3 separate regions of the Callithrix jacchus genome follow, and all the other regions are linked to region 1. The links are chromatin contacts, called in public Hi-C maps. All regions are on one chromosome and are shown on one strand. Each heading gives the region's core, a stretch centred on a gene start, on an enhancer-like site or on the middle of the called end of the contact. The rest is flanking DNA. Distances are from core to core; before and after follow the strand shown. Region 1 holds the start of HES1 (hes family bHLH transcription factor 1). Region 2 has its middle 83 kb from the start of CPN2. Region 3 has its middle 38 kb from the start of CPN2.

The links. Hi-C and Micro-C count contacts between places; a contact is called where the count stands out from the background.
Region 2: a contact with region 1 is called in a Hi-C map of skeletal muscle, with 4 times the contacts expected there. The contact joins the enhancer-like site here to the promoter of HES1 in region 1. A contact is called at or near these places in 2 of 3 Hi-C or Micro-C datasets (both in skeletal muscle).
Region 3: a contact with region 1 is called in a Hi-C map of skeletal muscle, with 9 times the contacts expected there. The contact joins the enhancer-like site here to the promoter of HES1 in region 1. A contact is called at or near these places in 2 of 3 Hi-C or Micro-C datasets (induced pluripotent stem cells and skeletal muscle).

What each region holds. Positions count from the first base shown.
Region 1 is chr15:23,043,921-23,047,853 of calJac240_pri, forward strand. It overlaps HES1 (hes family bHLH transcription factor 1), which reads left to right and starts at 2,151. Exons shown (of 4, transcript XM_002758207.4): 1 at 2,151-2,489; 2 at 2,629-2,724; 3 at 2,969-3,056; 4 at 3,682-3,933. The coding sequence starts at 2,382.
Region 2 is chr15:23,183,387-23,187,699 of calJac240_pri, forward strand. No RefSeq gene overlaps it. Among named protein-coding and RNA genes, the nearest start is that of CPN2, 83 kb to the right of the region's middle. Within about 2 kb of position 2,710, at least 12 of the 16 cell types and tissues checked have an H3K27ac peak or open chromatin away from gene starts, as enhancers often do. A contact at or near this core is called in skeletal muscle, where this site is marked.
Region 3 is chr15:23,228,332-23,232,474 of calJac240_pri, forward strand. No RefSeq gene overlaps it. Among named protein-coding and RNA genes, the nearest start is that of CPN2, 38 kb to the right of the region's middle. Within about 2 kb of position 2,385, at least 5 of the 16 cell types and tissues checked have an H3K27ac peak or open chromatin away from gene starts, as enhancers often do.

The DNA.
Region 1 (3,933 bases), core at 901-3,400:
AAGGGCTGAAAGGGCGGGGGGGGCACATCAAACAAGACGCTGGGCTCCCGGGCTGCCTAGAGCCGCGAGCCCAGCTCCCGGGCGGCGGGAAGGGCGCGGGGGGAGGCGGTGTGAGGGCACGGGGCCGGCGACCCGGGCAGGCGGGCAGGAGGCGGCCGGCCGGCCCAGGCAGTGCGCGCCGCCCGCCCGGCTCGGCAAATCCCCCAGGGAGGCCGCCGCCAGAGCCCTGGCGCTCCCGGCCCGGCGCCCGCCACGTGGCACCCGGCGGCGGCGGCGGCGGCTCCTCCCGGCGCGCGGCCCGGCCAGCAGGCAGCACGCAGCCGCCCGCGCCGCCCGCCTCCTCCCGGCCGCCCGCCGGCGGCCTACCGGGCGCAGTGAGGGGGAGCGGCCGGCCGCCCGGGACCCGGGGAAGGGACGGGCGGCGCGAAGCCGCTTTAACCGCAGTCGCCGAGCGGAGGCAGGAGGCTGACCCGGCCGCTTCCTAAGTGCGGTCAGGCATCCCGTGACCGCGGCGGGCGCCTAGGGCCCCGCGGGGGGAGGGAGAAGGTGGGGGCCCGGAGCAAACACGGAGGCCCCCACCTCGTCCCCAGGCTGCTGCAAGTGAGGCTTTCGGCCGAGTGAAAACCCCAAGCCCGAAAGTAAGGGTGGTGGGGGGGGATGGAAGAATTCCCCACTCTCCACCAGGGGTGTGCGCTCCCCGCCCGGAAGAGCTGACCTTGGCCTGGGGAGGCGGGGGTAGGGAGGGAGGGTAAGCGTCGGGGCTCGGCTCCCAGCCCGCCGCCCCCTCGGATTCCTGGCCCACAGGGCCGAAGGAGGGGGCCCCGGACACACACACACACACACACCCCACACACGCAGCGCGCGCCAATGAGCCCGGGCCCGGCGCAGGGGGCGGGGTTTTCCCAGGCTCGAGCACAGCAGCTGCTATTTACCTTCTTGGCTTCTCCCGGGGACCAGGAACCGGCCCCCGCTCTCCGCCGCCCGCCGCCGCCCCCCGCCTCCCTGCCCCCGGGGCGCGCGCACACACACTCACACACACGCACGCACGCACACATCCTCCCGGCCCGGCCGCAGCCGCGGCGGCAATAAAACATCCTGGCACGTGCTCCGGCTCCAGGCGCGCCCACGCCGGCCGGCTGATGTCAAACTGCAGCTCGGCTGGTGTAGCTCTTAAAGGGCCCGCGCGCGCCGGGCGCCGAGACCGCCCGCGGGGCGAGGAGGGAGAGGCTCTTCCTTGCCCGCCACCTCAACGCGCCGCAGAACCTAGAGCCTACAGATGAAAAGGGAAACGGTGGTGAAGGAGGGAGCAAGTCCCTGAGGCATTGCCATTAGAGCCTCCCTTGTTCATTTTTTCATTTTTAGATACCACTTCCTTCCACCCAGTTGGAAATTAATCTGATTGTTTCCTGGGGAAGCGCGTGGTCTAAGGCCCCAATTCCAGAAGAGGAATTTCTGAAAGACGGGGCGGCGGTGGGGTGGGGCAGGGATTCAAGGACTACTTCTATCCGAAAAAACCTGCATTTTAAGTTAGAAGCATTTTTTCCTTTTTCTGCATGCAAAAGGAAAAAAAATTTTGGCCCTTTTCCTGCATGATCTACTCTCACCCTCCTGAATGTATAAATTCTGAGCGGGAACTTATTTAGATGCGTTGGTAACTCACACCCTTACACGCGTTTCTCCCCCCACCCCCGCTTTTAACCACTGCTATTATTTTTTTCTGCACTTAACACTTTAAAAATATATATATGCTTCAAATGAACTTACTACAGTCAAAGCCGCTCTGTTACATATGAGAGAGGGCATAAAGAGCAAAGACCCTGGCTCCAGAAGAAACAGACAAGACCAAAACCAAGCGGAAAAAAGAAAAAAAAAAATAACCCCTTAACCAAAGCCCAGAGGGAGAGTAGCAAAGGGTTAAAATCCTTTTGATTGACGTTGTAGCCTCCGGTGCCCTAGGCTCAGGCGCGCGCCATTGGCCGCCAGACCTTGTGCCTGGCGGCCAATGGGGGGGCGCGGTCCACGAGCGGTGCCGCGTGTCTCCTCCTCCCATTGGCTGAAAGTTACTGTGGGAAAGAAAGTTTGGGAAGTTTCACACGAGCCGTTCGCGTGCAGTCCCAGATATATATAGAGGCCGCCAGGGCCTGGGGATCACACAGGATCCGGAGCTGGTGCTGATAACAGCGGAATCCCCCGTCTACCTCTCTCCTTGGTCCTGGAACAGCGCTACTGATCGCCAAGTAGCCACAAAATATTACAATAAACCCTTAGCACTTGCTCAGTAGTTTTGTGAAGGTCTCAAGTAACAGAGACATAAACAAAATTATTTTTCTTGAAGAACTCCAAAAATAAAATTCTCTAGGGATTAAAAAAAAAAAAGGAAAATGCCAGCTGATATAATGGAGAAAAATTCCTCGTCCCCGGTGGCTGCTACCCCAGCCAGTGTCAACACGACACCGGATAAACCAAAGACAGCATCTGAGCACAGAAAGGTAAGGGCGGTACCTGTATCTCTCTGCAGCCCCTCAAAATTAAGTAGGGATTGGGGGGCTTCTTTCTGTCTAGAAAACCGGGGACGAAACGGCATATCCCATGAGAACTCAGAGCTAATTTTTTTTTATTTATTTGCAGTCATCAAAGCCTATCATGGAGAAGAGACGAAGAGCAAGAATAAATGAAAGTCTGAGCCAGCTGAAAACACTGATTTTGGATGCTCTCAAGAAAGATGTAAGTGGGGAAATGCTGTTCTTTCTTTTAATTAAAAAACAACTTCCTCAGCTACTGAGAGTGACACCCCCCGCCCGCGGTTTCTAGCACTCGCCGGTACTGCGTTCTCCTAGGCGGGAGGGCTCGGCCTTTTTCGCTGCGGTCCCTAGATGTGTCTGCGCTCCGTGGCCGGGAGGAGGGACCCCCAGTACTCTGAAGCAGCTGACACGGGGCTCACTTTCCTTCCTTGCCTCCTCCTATGCAGAGTTCGCGGCATTCCAAGCTGGAGAAGGCGGACATTCTGGAAATGACAGTGAAGCACCTCCGGAACCTGCAGCGGGCGCAGATGACGGGTGAGGGCAGCTTGCCGCGCCCCCCTGTGCGGGCGTCCCGCTCGCCTCGCGGTGATTTCTTCCAGACTTCCGCCCGTGGTTGTGAGAGGCATTCAGCTACATTTTACTGCCTTGGCTCACTCTCGCGTTCCCACGGTCTGGGCTTATTTATAGCCACAACTCCAAGTTGTTACTGTTCCGGAAGGGAGGGAAAAAGGTTGAAGCTGCGAGGGTGGCGGGCGGCGGGTAGGGGCGAAAGGACTTAGGGCTGTGGCGGTTTGGAACTGCATGGAGCCTGGGGGTTAACTGGGTTAGCACTCCCTCTCGTTGCAGAAGGGGAAATGAGGCCCGAATGATGGATTGGGAGGCATTGTCCAAGGTCACGTCACGCGCAGGGGTGGGGGTGACAGATTTGGGGCTGAGATAGGTTTTAAATGCAGCGACAGGGAATCGGGAAGGAGTGGCTCAGCTTTGGCTGCCACGCTTGTGTGGAGAGGTGGCTGGTTTCTCATCCAATCCTCCCTGCCAGAGGCAGTTTCACGGGCGCATGGTCAGGGAGGCGCGCCACAGGGACCTCCCAGGGCGGAGGCAGTGGCCACGGGGCCAGGGCCGTTCGGTGACCCGTCTGTGTCCTTCTGGCCCGCAGCTGCGCTGAGCACAGACCCGAGCGTGCTGGGGAAGTACCGCGCCGGCTTCAGCGAGTGCATGAACGAGGTGACCCGCTTCCTGTCCACGTGCGAGGGCGTTAATACCGAGGTGCGCACTCGGCTGCTTGGCCACCTGGCCAACTGCATGACCCAGATCAATGCCATGACCTACCCTGGGCAGCCGCACCCCGCCTTGCAGGCGCCGCCGCCGCCCCCACCAGGACCGGGCGGTCCACAGCACGCGCCATTCG
Region 2 (4,313 bases), core at 1,460-3,959, 140 kb after region 1:
GAAGTGGCGTGATCTCAGCTCACTGCAACCTCCATCCCCTGGGTTCAAGCAATTCTTCTGCCTCTAGTAGCTGGGATTATAGGCGCCTGCCATCATGCCTGGCGAATTTTTGTATTTTTAGTAGAGATGGGGTTTCACCATGCTGGTCAGGCTGGTCTCAAACTCCTGACCTCAGGTGATGCACCCACCTTGGCCTCCCACCAGGCCCGGCCCTGACTGGGACTTTTAACAGCCTTACCCAAACAGGGACCTGAGGAGAGGCTGACAGTGTTATTCAGGAGCACAGATGCACCAGGTAAGAAGAGGAAAGCTGCACGTTGGCTCCTGCTTGCTGCATGCCAGACACTGAGCTAAGTTCTGTCACATATTCCATGTCACTTCCTCAGTCTATAATGGGAAAGAGTCGGACCCCTAAAAATGCAGCAGGTTCCATTCAATTCTTCACTGGCTACTACGAATTCTGCAGGATTGAGTAAACTATGGCTCCTGCCTTTCAGGAAAATTAAGGACATAAAGTCTGAAATCAGCCAAACCTGCCTGGGTGTGAATTCAGACTCCTACAATTAGTGCTTAGGTGACCTTGGGCAAGTGATTCTTGTCTCCCAAGCCTCGGTTTTCTCAACTATGAAATGGGCATCATGATAATCTCATCTCATTGAGTTCTTGAAAGATTCTCAGTTTTCTGGTTGGGCACAGTGGCTTATGCCTGTAATCCCAACACTTTGGGAGGCCAAGGTGGGAGGATCAGGAGGTCAGGAGTTCGAGACCAGCCTGACCAACATGGTGAAAACCCGTCTCTACTAAAAATACAAAAATTATCTGGGATTGGTGCTGTGTGCCTGTAATCCCAGCTACTGAGGAGGCTGAGGCAGGAGAATCGATTGAATCTGGGAGGCAGAAGGTTGCAGTGAGCCGAGATCACACCACTGCACTCCAGCCTGCACTCCTTGCAACAGAGCAAGACTCTGTCTCAAAAAAACAAGAAAAGAAAGATTCAGTTTTCTCATCTATGCTGTTCTCATCTCATTGAGTTCTTGAAAGTTTTGTGTAAGTAACAAGCTTAGCATGCTGTGCAGTGAACGCTGTTAGCATGGTTTGCTGGGTGAACGCTCTTCAACAAGTTCAGCCTGTTTCTTGTTGAATGAATGAGTCTGGGATGCACCCTCAGTCCTATGGTAGCATCTGGGAGTAGCAAAGCATTTGGCATTTGGGAAGGCGGCCCCATACTTCTGTCAGCCCTGAGAAGCCTTCTGACCCTTGAATGGGATGCGCCTCTTCCTTTCTCATACTGGAAATCTCCAGCGACCTAACCTTAGAGGCATCCCACACGCCCTCAGTCGCCAAGAGGGCCTGCCACCACCCCTCAGCATTGCCGGATGTGCGGCTGAGGTCCAAGGTTTGGACAGTTTCCGGGACTGGCCAGGTCACCCTGTGGCTCGGCCGTCTCTGGCAGCCCCACCCTTCCTGGCAGCCAGGCCCTCTGAAATTCTGCCAGAGCCGGGGGAGGGGAAAGGTCTTGCCGGGATGGGGAAGGGCGGGAAGAGGGGGAGCACGGGCCAACTCTGCCCTCCCCTCCAGCCACGCTGAGAATCCATCCCCGGCAGTGCCGACTGCTCCTCCTAGTGGGGAAGGAAGCTCCTCCTGCCACCAGGATGGGGCATCTCTACCAGGCCTGCTAGAGGATTACACCCCCACCTCATCCTAAAGCACCCCAGGGCTAAAAACACCCTCCCACATCCAGTTCCCCCAGCAACTTGGTGATTTTTCAGGAGGCACAGTTCTGACACCCATTTCACAGGTAAGAACACGGAGTCCATCTCTGGCAGTGAGTCTATGCAGGGCTGAGACTGGAAGCAGGGCCTTTGATTTGACTTCGTGTATGTTTCTTCCTGGGCACCACTTTGTTGCTTGTTTTTGTTTTTGTTTTTTGAAACGGAGCTTCACTCTTGTTGCCCAGGCTGGAGCACAGTGATGCGATCTCGGCTCACCACAACCTCTGCCTTCCGGGTTCAAGCGATTCTTCTGCCTCAGACTCCCAAGTAACTGGGACTACAGTCACCTACCACCATGCCCGGCTAACTCTTTTTGTATGTTTAGTAGAGATGGGGTTTCACCATGTTGGTCAGGCTGGTCTCGAACTCCTGATCTCAGATGATCCACACACTTTGGCCTCCCAAAGTGCTGGGATTACAGGCATGAGCCACCGAGCCTGGCCCAGAGTATCACTTTGAAAACTGGCATAGAGAAAAAAATGGCCACCTTCTCACCCATCACCCACCCCTCACACAAGCCTGACACCACCTTCGCAACAGGACTGCTGTGTTTCCTTGCTCTTGGTCACTGGAGCTGAGTGCCCCAGGGTGCCTGATTAAAAGCATAAGCTCCTCACATCTCAGGATCAGCCTTCCCTTCCAACAGCAGGCCTGATCCCACCGCTCTGCAGGAGGAAAAGGCACTCTGTGCTTTGTGGTCACATCCGGGGTTCAGCAAGTCTCATCCCGGAGCTAACTCCATCAAACACAAGCTGTGAGAGGCCTAGGGAAGCTCAGGTGCTTGGGTGGGGATGGTGAGGTGCGGCTCCAGCCCTGTCAACAGAACCCACTGAGGTCTTCAGGCTGCCCCTTGAGACCAGACCCTGTCACCCCTGCCCTGGCAAAGACCCATTGGAAAGAAACCATTTTGGGGCCAGTCTCTCATTAAGGAGGGGGAGATGACCCTTGCCCCGTCTTATTCCCTGAAAACAAAGTCCTTCCTTTGAGCTCTCCAGAGACTGGACTCCTGCACTGAATGCAGCTACATGCGGCCCCCGGGGAGCCCCAGGTCCTGGGGACAGGCCCCAGAGGCCTGGCTTGAAGACTGTGGCTTGGAGGCTCTCCCAGGCCTTGGAGCCTGCTCTCTTCCCTGGGCTAGTGGGGAGGGCCTGCCACCCGCCACTCGCCACCCGGATCCTGTCATGGGACAGAGCTGGGCCTGAGCTCAAGGACAGAACAGGCAGACAGTGATCTGTGTTTTCTGGGAAGGCAGCCAGTCCTCGTGCCCTCGGGCTTCCGGGCACGGAGGAGAGCGGCTGAGCAGGCACCGGCCGCCCTGGCTTGGCCCCCTCCTCCAGGCCCAGGCTGGGTGGGCACGCCCTGCCTCTGGTATCCAGGCTAGAGAGTTGCAGCCAGGAGGGGCCGCCGCACTACACTCTCTCCCTTGCCCGAGGCTCCATAAACTAAACAGGGCAGCATTGAGGGGAGCGGGCACGCAGCCTGAGCTCTGAGCCGTGCCAGCCTGTGCCCCAGCACACACAGAGGCAGCCTTTGGTGGGCACACCCTGAGCATGTCTCATCCTCCCCCACCGCCAGGAGGCTGAGCTGCTTGAGAGCATGGGAAAGGTGCTGATTTGGCCTCAAAACAGCACTGGGTTCCAGGTCCTGGGCAGTGCTGCCATCCGGCCGTAGGACCATGGCACGTCATTTTACCCCCTCAGCCTGTGTCCTCAGCTGTGTCTTGGGGCAGTAAGCTCTGCTCTGCCACCTTCCTAGTTGCTCAGTCTTTTGGTGAAAGGCAGCCGTGGGAGCACTGAAGGCATGAGACTCCCATGAGAGCTCCTCCCTACCTTTTTTTTTGTTTTTTCCAGGATGGAGTCTCATTTCGTCATCCAGGCTGGGGTGCAATGGTGCTATTTCTGCTCACTGCAACCTCCGCCTCCCAGGTTCAAGCGATTCTCCAGCCTCAGCCTCCCAAGTAGCTGGGATTACAGACATCTGCCATCATGCCTGGCTGATTTTTTTGTATTTTTGTAGAGATGGGGTTTCACCATGTTGGTCCGGGTGGTCTCGAACTCCTGACCTCAGGTGATCTGTCTGCCTTGGCCTCCTACAGTGCTGGGATTATAGGCATGAGCCACCGTACCCAGCCTCTCACTACTATTAAAGCAAGAGTTTTATAAAATTAACTGGTTTCATAATTCAATTTCCCATATGAGGGGAAAGGACGGCCAGGGAGGGTGTGAGCCACTGGCCCACAGATTGGAGCTGTCCTCACTCAGCCCCGGAGGCCCAGGGAGCAGCCCGGCCCGGCTGTTGTGTTGGACAGAGTTGGTGTCTGCCCACCTGACAAGTGGGTGACCCTTGGCAGAGCCCCAGGAGGGAATTGTAGGGAGCCTGGAGCTGGCCTCTCATCCTCTTACTTAATGGAGAGATCTGCCTGCCTCTCAGAGGACAAAAGGGACTCTCCTGTCCTGTTCTCCCTCTTGACTACTCAGTGCAAACCGAGGGAACTGTGTTTGTAAGAAAGTAAATGGAGCTTGGACGGACGGGGAGGTCAAA
Region 3 (4,143 bases), core at 1,135-3,634, 180 kb after region 1:
TGGGTAACAGGCCATAGACTTTTTCTCTGAGTTGTATGAAGCAGATAGGATTTGGAGGCAAAGAGACAAAATAAAAAACGTCTACACACACACACACACAGACATACACACATTACATACCCCAAAGGGAGGAAAAGAGAATGTTCTCTGCAGAGGGGGATCAGGGCATCTCCACACGGATGGCAGGACAGTGGTGGCGACACACAGCCCAGAGTCCAGAGCCCACGTCCAAGCTCCAACTCCGACACTCACTGTCCAGTGACCCCTCCCGGCCTCCCCTCGGGGTTTCTTCCTCTTGAAGCACGAGCATGCATCCCTGATGCTCCCTGAGCCGATGTTTCATGGGTCTCTGATTTCCAGCTGGGGCCTGGCCAGGCGCATTGCGGGGCCGGTGGGGAAATTTGCCCAAGTGTGTAGCTGCCTCAATCTTTTTGGCCAGCCCCCAGCCCCAGCTGAGATCCAACTGAAAGCTTGGACCTTTACTTTCAGAGTCTACATTGGAAGGAGCGGGATTCTTACTGATGTCCCACACCTTCATCCTGGCTTTCTGTCCCCGGTGGGGGCTCTGTGTTTGACAGGCTAAACGCCTTCTGAGCTCTTCAGCGGCAGTTACCATCCACAGCCCCTGCCTCAGCTGTGACAGCCTCAGGGCCAGGCTGAGCTCTGAAACCACATCTGCCGCACAGGAGGGGTCCCTCATCTGGATTCAGGGAGAACTGGTGTTCTTCAGTGTAACCCCACTCCCGGTGGAACCCACCCGCCACTCCCTCAGGGCTCCCAAGAGGATCCCACTCCAGACGCCAGCAGGAGCTTCTGAGGAATTAGCCAAGAAAGGGATCTGCCAGGAGCTGGTTGTGTGACCTTGAGCGAGTCCCTTCCCCTCTCTGGGTCTCAGTTTCCCCATCTGGCTGGCCTGGCTCTATGCCATCTGCCCAGTGCTGACAGTCTGTGTCCCTGTGTGACCGCTGGCAGCCTCTCCCTCCCCGGGGCTGCAGGGAGTGCTCCCCTCACTGGCCAGCCAGGGGTGGGGTTCAAATGGAGGAAGCCAGGAGCAACACAGTCCGGGCTCCAGGCAGGAATCAGAAGGGAAGCCTCCCTCTCCCCCCGAGCCTCATCTCCTCTTTCCCTCTTAGAATTATGGGCTGGCAAAGCCAGGGAAGCTATCAGGCATCATCCAGACCAGGGGTGTTCAAGCTTCTTTTATGTACATGGCCTTCCTCCTAGTGAAATCTCACAGAAATATCAGATTGGGAGATGGGGGTAGGGTGGGGAATGGGCAGGGATGAACTATGGAGTGGAAAAGACAGCTCTGGGCCAGACACAGTGGTTCACGCCTGTAATCCCAGCATTTTGGGAAGCTGAGGCAGGAGGATTGCTTGAGGCCAGCCTGGGCAACACAGTGGGACTCCATCTCTACAAAACAAAAAAAATTAGCTGGGTGTGGTGGTGCGTGTCTGTAATTCTAGCCTCTCCAGAGGCTGAGTTGGGAGGATCGCTTGAACCCGGGAGGTCAAGGTTGCAGTGAACTGTGGTCATGCTACTGCACTTCCAGCCTGGGAGGCGGAGTGAGGCCTTGTCTCAAAAAAAAAAAAAAAAAAAAAAAGATAGTTCTGGCGTCCTGGTTGAGGAAACTCCTCCAGCATGGAAAACCCTTCCAGCCAGCTGAGGCAGCTAGACAAGACAGCGTTGCTGCACTTCGCGGAGTTCTCTTCTCCAGAATCAACTCCCATGGCTGCCTTTTGAGGGGAGGAAGGCTGGGATACTAAAGTGTCATTAGCACCCTCCTCACCCCCAACGTACTGGATGCATCTTGCAGACGCAGCCCTATCTGTGCTCGCAAAGGAGGCAGCCCGCTTTACTATCCCGTCTCTTCCACCTCTGTGCATGAGAACACAGGCAGGAAGTATCTGATCCTCGCAGCTCAGATAAGAGAGAAAAAGGAAGGGCAGGAACAGGAAAGGAACTGAGCAGAGGAGACCCAGAAAGGGAAAGGGGAAAGGGGAGAGGTGGCCCTTGCAGCTGACTTGGCAAATCCCCAGGCCTGTGGGATTTCCTGGGACCCTCAGGGTTTTGAAAAGGCAGGTGAGGGGCAGGAACAGCCAGGGACGATGGAAACTGCTGTCGGGCCGGGTGGAAACGGGAAGAAACTCCCGCGCGAGTAGCACCAGAGCAGTATGAGCGAGGGCTCAGTCTCAGAGGGAAGCCCGGCGTCCTGCCTGGAGGCGGCGGGCAGCAGGGCTGGCCAGGGTGAAGCAACCTGTGCCGAACGGCTGCAAAGGCCGAGTCTCCCCAGCACGGAACACATCACTGACGTCAACGCGGCGAGGCCGCGGCTAGCATTAATTAGGTGCAGATGCACGAGGGCGGACAGGCCTGGGCCAGAGGCCGCTCCCGGAGGCCCGGGCCCCGGGTGCTTCGCGCCGCCTCCCAGCCCGGAGCTCCTCCAGCCGCGGGCAGGAGGAGGCCGAGCGGCCGCTGGCCTCCCCGCGGCGCCACAGCGCGCCCTAGTGGCCGTTGCGGGGAAAGCGCTGTCAGAAGAACCACAGGCTCGCGGGCCCCGGAGCCCCGCAGCCCTCATCTTCAATACGCTCTAAGGCTCATTGACCTCACATTAGAATCACTTGGGGGCTCTAAAAAAATCCCGATGCGGCCGGGCGCGGTGGCTCACGCCTGTAATCCCAGCACTTTGGGAGGCCGAGATGGGCGGATCACCTGAGGTCAGGAGTTCAAGGCCAGCCTTACCAACACGGAGAAACCCATCTCTACTAAAAACAAAGTTAGCTGGGCTTGGTGGTGCATGCCTGTAATCCCAGCTACTCGGAAGGCTGAGGCAGGAGAATCTCTTGAACTCAGGAGTCAGAGGTTGCAGTGAGCCGAGATGGCACCATTGCACTCCAACCTGGGCAACAAGAGCAAAACTCTCTCAAAAAGAGAAGTACTGCTCTAAACACCAGTTGTGCAGGCCATACACAATCAGGCTGTGCTGACTGCTGCAAGACCACTTCCCATCCCCCTCGCCCCAAATCTCTGGATCAGAGAGCTGGATAGAATGTCTCAGATTATCTGATCCCATTGTTTTGCAGGACAGATGGGGGAAACTGAAGCCAAGAGAAGGCAATGAATTTGTCCACGGTCCCAAAGTTTTAGGGTGGCCTGTCATCCTGGGTATCTCAACACTCATATGCTCATAAACACCCCCCTTCTTCCCCAGGAGGTAGCACTGTGAGTTCTGTTCTTGATCCACCTGTCAGGCAGCAAGCACTCCAGGGGGCCTGAAGAGGCCCGGGCTCCATCCTGGCTGCTTGGGAGGGCACTGAAGCAGTGAGCAGGGACACAGGATGTCTGCAGCAGAGAATATGGCACAAGGAGCCCCGTGGAAGATGGTTAGGTTTGAAAGCTAGGTGTCAGTCATTGAGAGCCTCCATGATGAGAATCATATAATCATGATTGATTATTCATGAGTATATGAATGTTTATTCATGAGTCTTGTTCATGATTATTCTGAATTCTCAGGGAACGGAGACAGGTCAGAGGCCTATCTTAGCGACACCAGAAGCAAATCCGTACGCACTAAACATTCGGTCTTAACAGTGGGCTGGATGGCTACCACGAGCCACAGCTTATGGTGGGTTTCTGTCTCTTTGTCCTGTTACTGGTTGGAGTTAAATGGCCAATGGAGTTCTATGGCTGTTGTGTTCCTACCTTTGTGCATTGCTACAGCGAAATGCCTGGGGCTGGTAATTTATAAAGAAAAAGGGTCTAATTGGCTCACAATTCTGCAGACTGTTCAAGAAGCATGGCGCCAGCGTCTGGTTCTGGTAAGAACCTTGGGAAGCCTCCACCCATGGTGAAGGGTGAAAGGCAAAAGGGGAGGAGCAGGCACATCCCGCGGCAAGAGTAGGAGCAAGAGGTTGAGGGGGGTCCCAGATGCTTCTAAACAGCCAGATCTCACATGAACTAACTGAGCAAGAACTCACTTGTCACCAGTGGGCTATTAACCATTCCTGAGGGGCCTGCCCCCATGATCCATTCACCTCCTACCAGGCCCCACCCCCAACACTGGGAATCGCCCTTCAACATGATCATTGAAGGGGACAAATATCCCAACCATATTATTCCACCCTGAGGCCCCAATATCATGTC